2 separate regions of the Sus scrofa genome follow, and region 2 is linked to region 1. Evidence: chromatin contacts called from public HiChIP or PLAC-seq data. All regions are on one chromosome and are shown on one strand. The core of a region is the stretch at or near the end of the contact, and the rest is flanking DNA. Distances in the headings are between cores, read along the strand shown. Region 1 holds the start of GPR18 (N-arachidonyl glycine receptor). Region 2 holds the start of TM9SF2 (transmembrane 9 superfamily member 2).

Evidence for each region. HiChIP or PLAC-seq counts read pairs in DNA pulled down with a chosen protein or histone mark.
Region 2: a contact with region 1 is called in an H3K27ac HiChIP or PLAC-seq map of alveolar macrophages. The contact joins the promoter of TM9SF2 here to the promoter of GPR18 in region 1. A contact is called at or near these places in 1 of 47 Hi-C or Micro-C datasets (subcutaneous adipose tissue) and 1 of 2 datasets of contacts at active chromatin or transcription factors (alveolar macrophages).

The regions. Positions count from the first base shown.
Region 1 is chr11:68,186,861-68,193,688 of Sscrofa11.1, forward strand. It overlaps GPR18 (N-arachidonyl glycine receptor), which reads right to left and starts at 4,762. Exons shown (of 2, transcript XM_003131059.4): 1 at 4,168-4,762; 2 at 542-1,695. The coding sequence starts at 1,661. The coding sequence ends at 666. The region is part of intron 5 of UBAC2 (ubiquitin-associated domain-containing protein 2); the gene reads left to right. It also overlaps the pseudogene LOC102161879.
Region 2 is chr11:68,404,253-68,411,546 of Sscrofa11.1, forward strand. TM9SF2 (transmembrane 9 superfamily member 2) reads left to right here and starts at 3,582. Exons shown (of 17, transcript XM_021065854.1): 1 at 3,582-4,454. The coding sequence starts at 4,284.

The DNA of each region.
Region 1 (6,828 bases), core at 3,512-6,011:
GTCCTGCTGCAGATGTTGAGTTGAAAATAATTGTTAGTGTAGGGATCCTGGAAGTTTGGTGTTTAGAACACAAAATACTGTATTTAGACCACCAATTCTGCATGTAAGTTAAACAAGAGGAGCTACATCTAGTTAGAAAGTATTTCAGACAGTAGCGCAAGGAGTTTTTTTATGTGGGCTAAAGATCTGGCACTGTCACTGCGATGACTCAGGTCCTGCTGTGACATGGGTTTGATTCCTGGCCCAGCAAGTTACATATGCTGTGGGTGTGGCCAAAAAACCACATAAACCAAAAATCAGCAGCTCCATTATTTTGCCTCCTGGCTTGGTTGACATCATGATTCGCACATAGAATTAAATCCAAGAAGTCAGGTCAACCGTGTATTTAGATAAGGCTTGAGTATGAAAGACAAATTGGATGTTTTGCTCCCCAATACTTCTTGAACACAGTTTATACTACTTTTAAAAATAAAAATAATGAATTTATTAGAATACTTAAGTATATTGAATTATGCTGCCACAATAATAAGACTCTACAAAGAAGAGTTTAAAGTTTTTAATTTTTTTCCTCCAGGGGAGAAGGGACTCGATAACATCATACAAATATCCATTGACCCTAAGATAGTAAAGTGAACGTAAAGAGATGGGAGACAAAAAACGACCATTCATAACATTTCGCTGTTTATGTTGCTCAGTGACCGCAAGCTACCGGAGCGGAAGCTCTTTCTGCGCACGCTCCGAAGGTAGTTGCGGTACAGCATGACGCTGATGACTCGAGCCTGGAACTGCTTTGAAACAATGTAGTAGAGGATCACATCCAGACAGGTGCTGAGGTTCATGAGGAAGGTGGTGAAGGCACCCCAGGGGTTGTAGCTGTTCTCGTCCCCTCCCAGCATCAGGAAAGCAAAGCAGACGTGGAAAGGCATGAAGCAGACGAGCACCTGCACCATGAGTGTGATGATGATGCGTATAGACTTCTCCTTGACTTTGGGCTTCAGCTTAGACGTCTTGCCGTGGAGGAGACTGTGAATGATGACTAAGTAGCACCCAATCATGATGAATAGCGGAATCAAGAAAAAAAATATCAGTCGAGTGAAGTTCAGCACGTTTATAGCTTTTAAGTGGATGATGTCAGAAATCTTGAGGCAGGTGGCGGGAGTGGAGGCTCTGTCTGGGTCATCGTATAGCAGTAGGAGTGGGGTGGTGGTCGTCAGGGTCATTATCCAGACACCCACGCACGCTAGCACGGCCTTGCACGTGTTTTTAAGTTCCTTGGCGTACTTGGGCTGTACAATGGCCATGTATCTGTCAGCACTGATGAAAGCTAAAAGCCATAGCGCAATACTTGGATAAAAGACCGTGAGAGCTGCAAGAATCTGGCAGAAGTTCGCTCCAAAGGGCCATTCACCTTTTGCATAATAAAACATTCGGAAGGGTAAGGTCAATATAAATATTAAGTCCAGTAACGCCACATTCATCATATAGATGGTTACAGTGGTTCTCTTCTTGGTGGTACAGCTGAAAACCCATAGTGCAGTGACATTAACAAATAATCCGATTATGAAGATACAGCTGTAGAAGACAAGGGCTGCGATTTTGTATTCGTCGGGATGTGAGTTGTCAGAAGGGCCAGGGTGAGTTTGGTTGTGAGGGGTGGTCATCTTATAGTTTGTTGGTAGGCATGACACTTAGAAACTGTAAAATAGTTAAGAACAGGAGGAATAAAAGCCTGTGTTGAAAAATAAATGCTGAACATTCTCACATTCCACTGGGCATGTCAGTGGATTTTAATTTTGAGACATTTCATGTCATGAGTCAACGTATGTGTCTTGGTATTTAAGAAACACACTCCCTAGGTATTATTACTAGTAGGTACTAATCTATTAAGTGGCCTGTTGTGTCATAAGGCTGGCAAATTTATTCCTTTTCTCTCTTCCTGCCTACCTCCCTCTCTCCCCTAAAGAATAACCTTTTCTTTATGATATTTTTCCCCCAAAGTGTGGAATTGGGTAGCAGTTGTTCCTGTAATAGCTATCCTTTGATTGGGACTAACTGGGGAAAGGCCATGCTGAATTTTGAATCTTACAAAGTAGTTTTGCCACTTTTTATCATCTTCCTTCTCTTTAAATATTTGGTAACCCAGATTAGTAATGTTCAAGTAATGAATTTTTACTCATTAAATATAGTTTTAACATAAAATATGTATTAGAAACTAATAAAGGAACCATATAACTGATTGATTGCTGATTATTCACAGTAAACTCATTTGAAAGCAGCAACGTTTCCTTTTTACTGCTTTATCCCCACTGCCTGGTGAGTACATAGTAGATACTCAATGAGTGATATTTGCTGAACTGATGGATGAGTGAAGGAGGGAAGCTTTGGCAGAGTGATCCACAGCAGCGATTCTGGTTTGTCCATGAAGACCTGCTTACTTGGCCACTAAACCTGTTTTTTTCAAGGGGTAAACACTTCTTCATAGTATTATGTACTCTCTCAACTATCATTGGTTTAGAAATAGCCATGTTTTGTGCCAAGGTCTCCACATCAAGAACTTGACTCTCAAAACAATACATGGGCTACTTTTTCATACACAGTTGGGAGCGCCAGTGCTGTCTTCCAGATGGTGTTTTCCAGTGTCCTGGAAGCAGATTTCACTGCTGCAATAGTGTGCAGAAAGCACCGCCTCGGGAATAAGACATTACTGCGCGCACACACACATACACATTACTTTCATGCCTTCATTCTGCCTAGATGCAGAAGCGTACATATTATTTGTCAAATTTAATTTTTAAAAAGGACTATCAAAGACAAGTAGTTATTAAGTCAGTCGTTGACTTTATGTGTTTGCAGAAATTAATTCCCACCCCCACGTGTCCATTTCCAATGGAAAGGAATCCGGTTGTGATTGTAAATATCATTAACCCCCCTCAGCGTGAAACTTGCATTACTCAGAATGCAATGCCAGCAACGGTGGTTTTAAAAATAGACTCGCTACAAAGAGATGGAACCTTGAGGCAACCTCGTTGAAATATGGAGGTGTTAAGAAAAGTTTCCTTCAAAAATGTCACTTTGCAGAATGGTCTCTCTCTGTCTCTCTCTCTTTCAGCCTGAATCTCTCTTTAGTGAAAACTGTGGGCGGAGATTAGCCATCTGGTCAGTGGCATCATGGGCTGTTGGTAATTTAGAATTAACTCGAGCAACTGCTGTGGATAAACGCAAGATAAAAATTTGTTTTCTTCTCCCTCCCTCCCTCTTTCCTTTCCTTCCTACCTTCCTGACTGTGGTGAATTTGCCAAATATTTAGGGTTAAGTATGATTTTGGAGTAGAATTCTATATATTTAAAAGCATGTATTAATTAAAATTTCCAAATATTGGTGTGAGTAGAATATTAATTGCTATCAAATGAGAAAAATATTACATAGAAAAATTACATCTCCAGTATCACACAACGGAAAATAAATTTAGAGACTTGACTCTTTAACTTTCAGTGAAATTTTAAATAGTAGCAATGGTAATGTAAATGACATTTGAGTCCTTTTTCCTCTTTTAATGTTGTATCAGAACTCCCTCCACCCATTCTAATCTCCAGATTTTGTCGCAGAAATTCCTTACTTACGAATCATTTTTAAATAAATCTTTTCTCCTCATTGGGCTCAAATTACTTTTTTGTCACCAACAGTCATGTTTATTTGCTTAGGGTTGAAAAAAATATTTGTGATGCATGTGTTCTAAAGGCATTACCAATGCAAGTTGTACTCAGAGCACATAAATTTTTGGATAAATTGAAGCAATTGACTGTTAAGCCAGCATTTTAAAAGCTTTAGATTCCATGATTAGCTATAGCCTTCTCTTAAAAGCCTTTAAGTACGTTTTGTGAAACAATGTAATTGAAACCAAGTGACAAAGACTCCCAGAGATGTTGAGGGTTTTTCATACCGGCATTTTCTTTATGTTGAAAAAGATTACATTTACTATTAATGTAAAACAGGGTTGAAAATAAATGAAAAATATCAGTAATGCAGGAAGACGACAGTATGACCCATTTGAAGATCCTTCACCAACATACTTTGGTAACGTATTAAAATAAAACAAGTGTTTCGAGATTTAGTAAGTACAGCATTACTTCTGATAATCTGCGATGAAGTTAATGAAATGTTACTCACCTCCTGTCCATCAAAAGGCTGTGTTAGGAAGGTTTTTCAGTACACCCAGCTCTGTAAAAGAGACGTCTTTGAGTCGCTTGTGTCAAAATAGCTTTCTAGAAATGGTGTATTTAAGAAATGCTATATTTCTTTTGTTTTAGGATCTTCTGTTGCTTTAAAAAGTTGTTTCAAATATAATACTCGGTAGGAGTTGGTACTTGTTCAGCTGTAATTGCTGCTTTGTCTCTTTCAGGAAGTACTCTGTGAAATAAGGCTTTTCAGCTTATGACTTTACCCTGGATGTGGTTTTTCTCTTTCACAAATGATTTGTTTATGAAGTCATGCATAGCATAAGCTCCCTTTGACATGATGGCTTATATTTAAGAGGATCATACAAAAAGGGAGAAATGTCTTCAATTTGTTTTCCTTTGGTGCTTAAAGTCTGCATCATCTGTTGAAAGAGAATGAGATTTGATGTTGACTAGGATGGAATTGTAGTATAACTTCTTCACTTTCTAAGCTGTATGACTTTGTCTAATCACTTAAGCGCTCTGAGCCTTTGTTCCTATGTAGTTCCTATAGAGCTAAAATTGAGATAATACCCATCTGATAGGATTATGAGAACATTAAACCAGAAAAAACCAAGTGCTAGCCTGGCACTTAGTAGGTAACCCCCGCCCAGACAGTTAACCCTTTACTATAAAATTCTTAGAATCATGGAACACTTTTTACTGCCAAAACCCTTCTTTTTTTCTTTTTCTTTCTTTACAGCTGCACCTGTGTCTAGGGATCTGTGCCACAGCCACGGCAACACCGGATTCGAGATGCATCTGTGACTTTACGCTGCAGCTTGTTGCAAATGCCAGATCCTTAACCCACTGAGTGAGGCTGGGAATTGAACCCACATCCTCCCGGACTTACTGTGTCGGGTTCTTAACCCGCTGAGCCACAAAGGGAACTCCAAAACTGTTTCTAAATGGTTACATTTGTAGGATCCAATTATTTGTTTGCTTCTGCTCTGCATGTGCATTTATCTCCTTTAGTTCACTTTGCTTTTTTTAAGTCCCCTGTGCTTCAGATCCCTTTTCTGTCACAGGAAGTCTAGTAGTAATTCCTTTTGTGTAAGTGTCCCTACACATTGCTAAGAAAGGACTCTGAAAGTCTTCAGTGGAGTAATTTACATATTGGGAGTGTTTTAACCTAAGAAGGAAATGAAACCAGTGAAAAAGGAAGTGAGAAACCCAGTCATCGCTTGCCTAATAATTTACTTTTTCTTAAAAAAAAATTATGATTTCATTTGCGTGTTCTAAAATTTTAATTATCTTTATATTTGATTTTGTGTGGTTTGTCAACTTGTAAAATGTACATGAACTTAACTGGTTTTTTAATTTAAAAGTTTGAGAGCGCGTGCTCTTTTTCTTCCTCAGATAAAACCGTAGTAAGTTTGTGACTTAGACAAGTTAAGTATGTATGTGTCTAACTGGGTTGCTTTGCTGTATAGCAGAAACTGACACAGCATTATAAGTCAAGTATAATAAATTTTTTTTTAATTTTTTAAAAAAAGGAAAGAAAAATTAAGTCCTTTCCTGTGGTGATTAGAGTACTTTTGATTGTGACAATGCCAGAATAATAGGTTTTAGAAGCTTGGGCAGCCACCAGTGCAACCATTTCTTGTGTAGATGAGGATTCCAGGCAGAGAGGGCCGCTGATGGGTGACTTCCTGAGGATGCCAGACAGCAGGCCCCGCCTCCTCAGGTGCCAGTCCAGTGCCCGCCCCTGCCTGCCCCAGCTGCCACGGTGACTTCCGGTAAGGGGACTACATTGATTTTTTTCACGGGACCTGGTTTGCTCCTTGCTGAATTACATTAATCGATTTTTTGTTCGTAGAGTTTTGTTTCACATGTAGGATAGGAGTTTGATTTTTCCCTTGGAGATTGGGACCTCTTATGTACAGATCCCATCTCTTCATTACTTTAATTTTTCTTTCTTTGTAAAACTAGGCTGTTTGAATTTTTTTTTTTAAACACTAGAATGAATAGTTTCTTGATGACAGCAGACTTGTAAGGCTGATTGGTAGTATTCAGAACCATCAGACTAATGGTTTGCTGATGGTGTGTAGTCCTCAGTAATTATACGCAGTTGTCTGTAAGTAATTGCTGTCAAACCAGTTATGACTGCATTTATGCATCCATCATTTTCAGGATTGTTGGTAACCTGGGCATATGTTCCCCAGATGACCTTGCCTCCTTGTGTCACGAGGCCCAGCTTGCTCATGCTCACCTCAACGACAGTACCTTTGGTGATAACCCCCAGAGTTGTATTCGGTGGCGAAGAGGGATTCTTCTTTACACCAAGTACTGGCAGGCAAAAGGCGGCTTTCCGGGTGTGTTGCATGGGCCTCCTTGAGACGTGAGCCCGTTGGCCTAATGAGTCTTTCACATTGGGTGGTTTTTGAGTAAAGCGTCTCCAGCAAAGCACACCTCAGTGACCATCCTCTTCGAGGCTGTCGTCTTTCTTTCTCCTTCCCGTTCGAATAACTTTGAATACTTCTCTTTCTCCCTGGGCACAAACGTTGGGCCAAGGGACTTCCCATTTTCCTGCTTTCTCTTTTCGGTTTTGTTTAACCATATTAGAAAGCACTCTAGCCTGAGACTGTCCCTCTCTGTCCAGTAGACATGCAGG
Region 2 (7,294 bases), core at 2,332-4,831, 220 kb after region 1:
CATGTAATGAGCAGACTACAGTTATGCTTCCTGCACTGTGTCCAGAAGCTGGGTTGCCAAATAAAACATATGCATGTCCCATGGAATATTTGGGACATACACAGACAAAAAAATGATTCATTGTTCATCTGAAATTAAAATCTAACTGGGCAGCCTATGATTTCACTTGCGAAGAAATACACAGAAGCCATGGGAAATTCAGAAAAACAGCTGTCCAAATAATTTTGGCATAAAGCAGTGGAAAAAATAAACACCGGATTTTTAACAGCTTTAAATGGAGCCAGCAAATGCTACTGTAGCAAGGGAGAAGATCCTGTCCCTCAAGTTTTACGGCCGAGTCAGAAGTGTTATTTAGTCCTTGGAGAAAGGAAGCGTCACAGTCAAGGGGAGGGTGGAAGGAAAACTTCATTTCTTCCTAGTTTGGAACTAGAATCCTCACTCAGCCCTTCTGCGTGGCAGCGCCCAGGGAGGAGGCGCCCACAAGCCAGGGATTCCATTTTGCCGCCTGGGTGAGGGACAGAGCAATGTCGCCACGCCAGATTCCCGGTACCTGGGTGCCACCTGCCCCAGGTAACAGAAAGAAACCCTGGCAAGGCTGGATGCGGAAGTAAGGAGTCCGCCCCGCCCCGCCCCGCGGCCGAGCTCCGCCCCCGGCCCCTCCCACCCGGCCCCGGCCGTGCGGGATGACGTGTCTGAACTCTGGAGGCGGAAGCGGGGAGAAGGTCGCCAGGGTAGGGGTTGGCGAGGCGAGGCTGGCCGGCCCTGCGCACGCGCGATCGGCGCTGGGCGGCCCGGGTTGCGTCTGAAGTCCGGAGATCATTTTTATTGAGAAAGAACTCCACTTATCCGGGTTTTTGCTGATGCTGAGCTCGGAGGATCGAGGGGGCGGCGAGATTTGGAAGGACCCACCCCCCGCCATAGACTCCCCGGCTCCGTCCGCTGAGTCTCAAGGAGTAACCGTTTGCGGGCGCTCAGTCCGCCTTCTTTCCTCTGTCAGTGGAAGAGGTTAAACGCATCTGGAAAACCTCAGGTTTATTTCAGCGCTCAAAAGCCTTCGATTCTGAATTCAGATCTAGAATTTATATGGTCCAGCCGGTACCAAACCTGCAGTACTTTGTAGTTACTTGCTGCTCTTGTCTCCTTTATGTGCCGTACGCTGCTCTAGGCTCTGGGGTGCAGAGACCAGGTCCTTACTCCCCCGGGGTGTACGTATAAACGAGGAGTGAGGCAGTAAACAAATAACCACGTTAACTCCAGGTAGTGATAAAGTAGTGAGGAGTGCCTGGGGGGCGGGTTAAGCAGAAAGTAGAACGGAGGGATTTAAAGATTTAAGATCGCTTTGTCAAGAGTGCAAGCTGAGAGGCTATTGCATTTAGTACAGGTTCAAGAGAACTACGATTTTGGCTTGAACTAGGCTGTAGCTGTGGACATGGTAAGTACGGAGGATTTAGTCTAGTTCAGCGGTCCAGCAAGCACAACTTGTTGAAGGACTGTTTGTGGAGAGTGAAGGAACTTGAAATTTAGGTTATCTCCCAGGTTTGGGGCCTGAGAAGCACGGGGGCGGGGGGTGTGTCAGCAGTGCCCTTTCTTGTGTGGGGGGGCACTGAGATAGTGAAGTTCAAGTATTTAGTGGTACTGGATAAACAGAAGGTAGTGAACAAAAAATGTTGGCGTTCTTGTAACTCAGCTCAGTGGAAAAGAACCGGACTTTAGTATCCATGAGGACACAGGTCCGACCCCTGGCCTCACTCAGTGGGTCGAGGATCCTCCTACCTTGCTGTGAGCTGTGGTGTAGGTCGCAGACGTGGCTCGGATCTGGCGTTGCTGTTGCTGCAGTGTGGGACTGCAGCTACAGTCCCGATTGGACCTCTGGCCTGGGAATTTCATGCCACAATTGCAGCTCTAAAAAGCAAATAATAATAATAATGTTAATTTTATTCTGCTACCTTTCTAAATGGAGAGAAACATCGCTTCCTCGTATTATATTAGAAATCTCTATGACTTCAACAATAGAATATTATAAATTCTTTTTCCCTAGACCAAATACATTGGGCAAATATATTAATTGTTTGCTCAAAGGAGAAGTGACCTAAATACAATCCAACTGCTCAGGCCCCCCAACCACCCCCACCCCCTACACCTGCAGTTTCTATTATAACACTTGATGCCTTTCCTCTGTATAGTGCTTAACCCTTGCCCCTTAATCTTCACAACCACTTAAAGAATATGGTGTTGACTGAAAAAAATGCACCACCTTAAAGTTGAGAATTATGTTTTATCTGGCGGACAGAATTGAGGACTTAAGCCTTTCAGATAGCTTTGAGGACTGCTCTGAAGAGGCAAGGGAGAAGCCAGGATATAATGGCTGTTTTTGCGAAAGACCAGGTAGTAAGAACTTTAAAAGATTACGGTTAAAGAAAATCAGACATCTTGAGTTAATTAAATTTAGCACTGTTCTTTGTATGGGAAGATGCAGGAGTCTGGCCTCACTGGAAATACTCCTTCAGTATGCGCCTTAGCTATCCAGGACCAGTATCCTGCTTTTCCCCATCCGGAATCCCCTCAGGGTGCACAGTTGGCGGTAGCTGCAGTGGCTGAGGGCCTGGCAGTTTGTCTCCATCCTGAGTTCCCTCAGGGCTCACTGTCAGCCGGGGCTGTACTGTCTTCATGGCTGCAACATCCTCTGATGACGGATATGGCAGGTACCATTTTTCATTCGCAATGGACATCCTATTATACTTCCTGGGACTTGATGATTTAACTTGCTCAAGGTCCCCATAAGTTAATAGTGCTGTTCCAAAGCTGGAGTTCTTAGTGGGAACTATCTTTGCGAGCATGTTCTGCTTACTCCCCAGCATAGAACAGTGGTCCTTAGCCTTTTTTGCACATAGATTCCTTTGAAAATTTAATGTTATAAACTGTCCAGGAGAAAACGTGCAGATACCCACAAGAATTTAGATAGGATTGCCTGGGGCCCCACAAATTTCTGAATTGTCCATCTAGTAAACGTGCCCCTGTTTGATTTCTCAGCTGAAGTACTTCTGGGTTGATTCCTTGCTAGAAAGTCTACATGAATACCATCTTCTGAAGTATTCGATTGAACTCCAAGGTTCAGCTGAATTGACTTTTTAAACAAAGACTGTCCACCATTCCATTTCTACAATGATCAAACCAGTCCCCCACCGACAGGGTGCCCTGAGGGGAATTCAGGATGGAGAAAAACGGGAGTATACTGTGCTCTGGATACTGACCCTGGATAGTTAAGAGGATATCTAGGGAATAATTTCAGTGAACCCAGATTCTTGCATCTTCTCATACCTAGAAAAGCACTAATCCTTAACTTGAGATGTCTTTTCTTCCTGATTATCAGTAATCTTTGATTTTTTTTTCCATATATATTCTGGCTTCTCCCTTACCTCTTCAGAGCAGTTGCTCAGAGCTTAGAGGCTGTCTCCCTCGCTACAGTCCTCAGTAAATTTCCTGAATAAAACTTAACTCACAACTTTTGTGCATTTTTTTCTCTTCTCCCTCTCTCTGTTTTTTTTTTTTTTTTTTTTTTTTTTGGTCACCAAAAGCAAGTTTCAGAGTTCCTCGGGTGAGAGACCTGGCATGGTCACTGCTGTGGCCCCTGTTTGATCCCTGGCCCCCAAAACTTCCACATGCCTCAGGTGTTGCCAAAAACCAAAAAACACAAGTTTCTCCCTGAAAAATACTCAAAAAATGCACTGCACAAACAAATCCGTCTGTATACAGCAAAGAAGGGCATGGCATCACTTCAATAGGAAAAGCAACAGAGACGTGCTCAAGGATGATGATACCAGATTCCTATTTTGCTGGAACTGCTTTGCTTACTGGGGTGCGGAAACCGCGGGAAACTGAGACAAAGCAGAAAGCTTGCGGCGCCGGCGCCGGGCCCCAAGGGAGCTCTAGATCGGAATTTGGAATCGGAACGTGAGTGCTGGAACCTCCCTCACAGCAACCACTCCAGCCGGACCGCTGAAAACCTGGAAAGTGGATTTCCTCCACTCCGGCTCCCGGAAACTCCTGGGGGCGCCTGCGGCCGCTCTCACTGAGCATGTGCAGGCGGCGTTGCGCATGCTCCGTCGAGGCCCGGTTCGGTTTCTGTTGCGGAACCCGTGGTGTCTCCTAGCGCAACCGGAACTGTCCGTCGCGGGGCCGGCCTCCCTCAGCTCCGGCGGCCTGGTCCTCGTCTCCGAGCCTCCCCGTCCCTCCTTCCCTCTTCACCCCCGCGGCTCGGCTGCCCTTTCCCCGGAACAGCCGTCATGAGCGCCAGGCTGTCGGCGTCGTTTCCATCTCGGTGGCCGCGGCTGTGGCTGCTGTCGCTGCTCCTGCTGGGGGCCGCCCCGGGCCCGCGTCGGGGCGCCGCTTTCTACCTGCCCGGCCTGGCGCCCGTCAACTTCTGCGACGTAGAAAAAAAGAGCGACGAGTGCAAGGTGGGTGCGGCCTGACGGACCCCCGGGTGCATTGTCGGAAGGGGAAGCCTCTCCGTGCCTGGGCGGCCGGGGCCCGAGGGGAAGGGGGCGTAGCAGTGGGTGCGGTCCAGTGTCCCCAGAAGCGCTTGGGGTTGGCGCGGCTGTGCGCCGGAGGCTCCGGAACGGCCTGGTAGCGGGGTGGATTCTGCAGGACTCGGTGGGCCTCGGGCTCTCCTCCCGTCTGGCCGAGAGCTAGTGTGTGTGCAGCTGTCCTGAAACGGGGACTGTGCGTGTCCGGCGCTCCCTTGGAGTTGGATGCGTGCAGGTCAGCGAGCGTTCCACGAGTTGGGGGTGTTCGCTTACAGCCCGGTCACGCTCTGCAAGGAAGGGGGCGGCCAGGTCTTCCAGCAACTTTTAAGTTCATTGCTGCCAGTTTGCTACTTTTCTAGAACTCCTGGTTGGTTACGAGCTCGTTCTTTCTAGGTTTTTGGCATTTTAAACCTCACGATTAGCGATTACTTCCTTATTTGTGGAATTTAACACCCAGAGCCGCGTAAAGTGCATTAATAAAGAATTGCTGTGATGGTTGACATAGTTAATTTCTACCTTTGAAGTGTAAAAGATTTTTTAATATGCAGAAGATACATAAGATGACGCTGTTTAGTTCTCTGAGGTTGTTTGAAACACTTAAAAGGAGCAGACCACAGGAGAAGCTGGCCTTTTCTTCTAGGGTAAACCTTGAAAACTTTGACCTCTTACGACCTCAAACTCAAGCTTTTCACTTTAACCACTAGTAAAAGAGAAATAAGTAACCTGCTTCTAGATTATTGGGCATAGGGCAGGACAGGAAACATATACAATTATTTTGGATTGCTAAAACTTAACATTTGGGGCATGAGAATTTCTTTGAAACCATTAGTAATTTTAACAATTCAAATAATCGTTTAGCAATCTTTTACAATCTATAAATAGGTTTATTTACTAAGTTTGCTTTTTTTAAAGCTGGTGTTTATTTTATTACTGCTAACTTTACTATAGCTGTGAATTTTGAGCTTATTTTAGGGCACTAAAGAAGCTATTAAATTTTTTCATGGCATTTTACAGTTTCTGTTTCAAAACTTGGATCTCTAAAAATGTCTAAGGATATTTATGGGTTACTCAACAGTTAGCACTTGAATACTGTGGCTCCCATACACTTGCAGTGCAGGAAGCTTTCACTCTTTGGGGGTTATGACTGAAAGAAAATAGTGCTTCCAAGTGGAGGAGAGCGCGAGTCCTGCAAGCACCCTGGTTTTTCCATTAAACGTTTTAGTTACCAGCCTTTAAAACTTAGAATTTGGTCTTCGAATTTAAATTTGACAGCAATCGGGAGTTCCCGTGGTGGCTCAGCGGAAACAGATCTGACTGGAATCCATGAGTACGCAGGTTCTGTCTTTGGCTTCTCTCAGTGGGTTTAGGATCCGGTGGGGTGTAAGCTGTGGTGTAGGTCGCAGACGCGGCTCGGATCCCACGTTGCTGTGGCTGTGGTGTAGGCCAGCGGCTACCACTCTGATTCGACTCCCAGCCTGGGAACCTCCATAGGCCGCGAGTGGGGCCTTAAAAAGACCAACCCCACTCCCCAAAAAACATAAATTTAATAGCAGTCTTGTATTCCTAGTGCCTTAGAGACAAAAAAAATGTTTCTTTCTTTTAGGAACGTCAAAGTAAAGGTCATAAGCATATGACAGATTATCAAAATCTGATATGTTCCAAAAGCCGTCCCTCCAAAGTGCTCTGAAACACCAATGAGGAAACAGCTATGTATTAGAGTCTTCAGGGAAAGCTACAAAGGCAGTGACATTTGAGAGGGACCTCAAACTTGAGGATGAGTGAAATTTACAGGTGGTCTGCCAGTTAGACAATTTTTGTTTCCTCAACAGGTCCTTCTTTAGGTAGCTACTTTTAGTTCACGTTTGATTAATTTCAGGGGCCCTTTTGGATTTTTAATTTCCAAAAGTATAAGGATGAAACAGACAAGACAAATCATTTTTCAGAAATGTTTGAATTTCCTCTTCGTTGCCAGTTGCTTTTACAGCTTGGTCAATAGAAACAGATCTTAAGGAAGATGTACTTTTAGCAGTTTTTCCCTAGAATTTCTTGCTTGTGGAATTTGAAGGACACTTTAATATTTCTTCTCTTTGCCTCTCAAAGGAGAAAAAGAGTAAATAGTTCAAATTTTCATTACTTCAATCAGGGTATTAACAGTTTTTTTTTTCTCATCCATTCCGTATTTGTTAAGGAGTACAGTCTTGTGTATACGATTACAAAACTTGAAGAGAATTTAAAAATTAAAAGTGGCAAAAAGACAAAAAAAAAAAAAAGGAGTTCCCGTCGTGGCGCAGTGGTTAACGAATCCGACTAGGAACCATGAGGTTGCGGGTTCGGTCCCTGCCCTTGCTCAGTGGGTTAACGATCCGGCGTTGCCGTGAGCTGTGGTGTAGGTTGCAGACGCGGCTCGGATCCCGCGTTGCTGTGGCTCTGGCGTAGGCCGGTGGCTACAGCTCCGATTCAACCCCTAGCCTGGGAACCTCCATATGCCGCGGAAGCAGCCCAAGAAATGGCAAAAAGACAAAAAGACCAAAAAAAAAAAAAAATTAAAAGTGAGCATTGTGAACTGGGAGTAATTATTTCCAGAAGATGCTGTTAGTTTATGGTACCAGGAGTTGGATGAATTGGCCAGGTCACTGATACTGTTTCCACCAGTTTTTCCGTCTGTGAAATAAAGATAAGCACATTTGCTTATTATATATTCCTCTTTAAAGATACCTTGCATTTCTTAGGGAGAAAGTACAGTGTTTATCATTGTCGTAACGTAATGACAC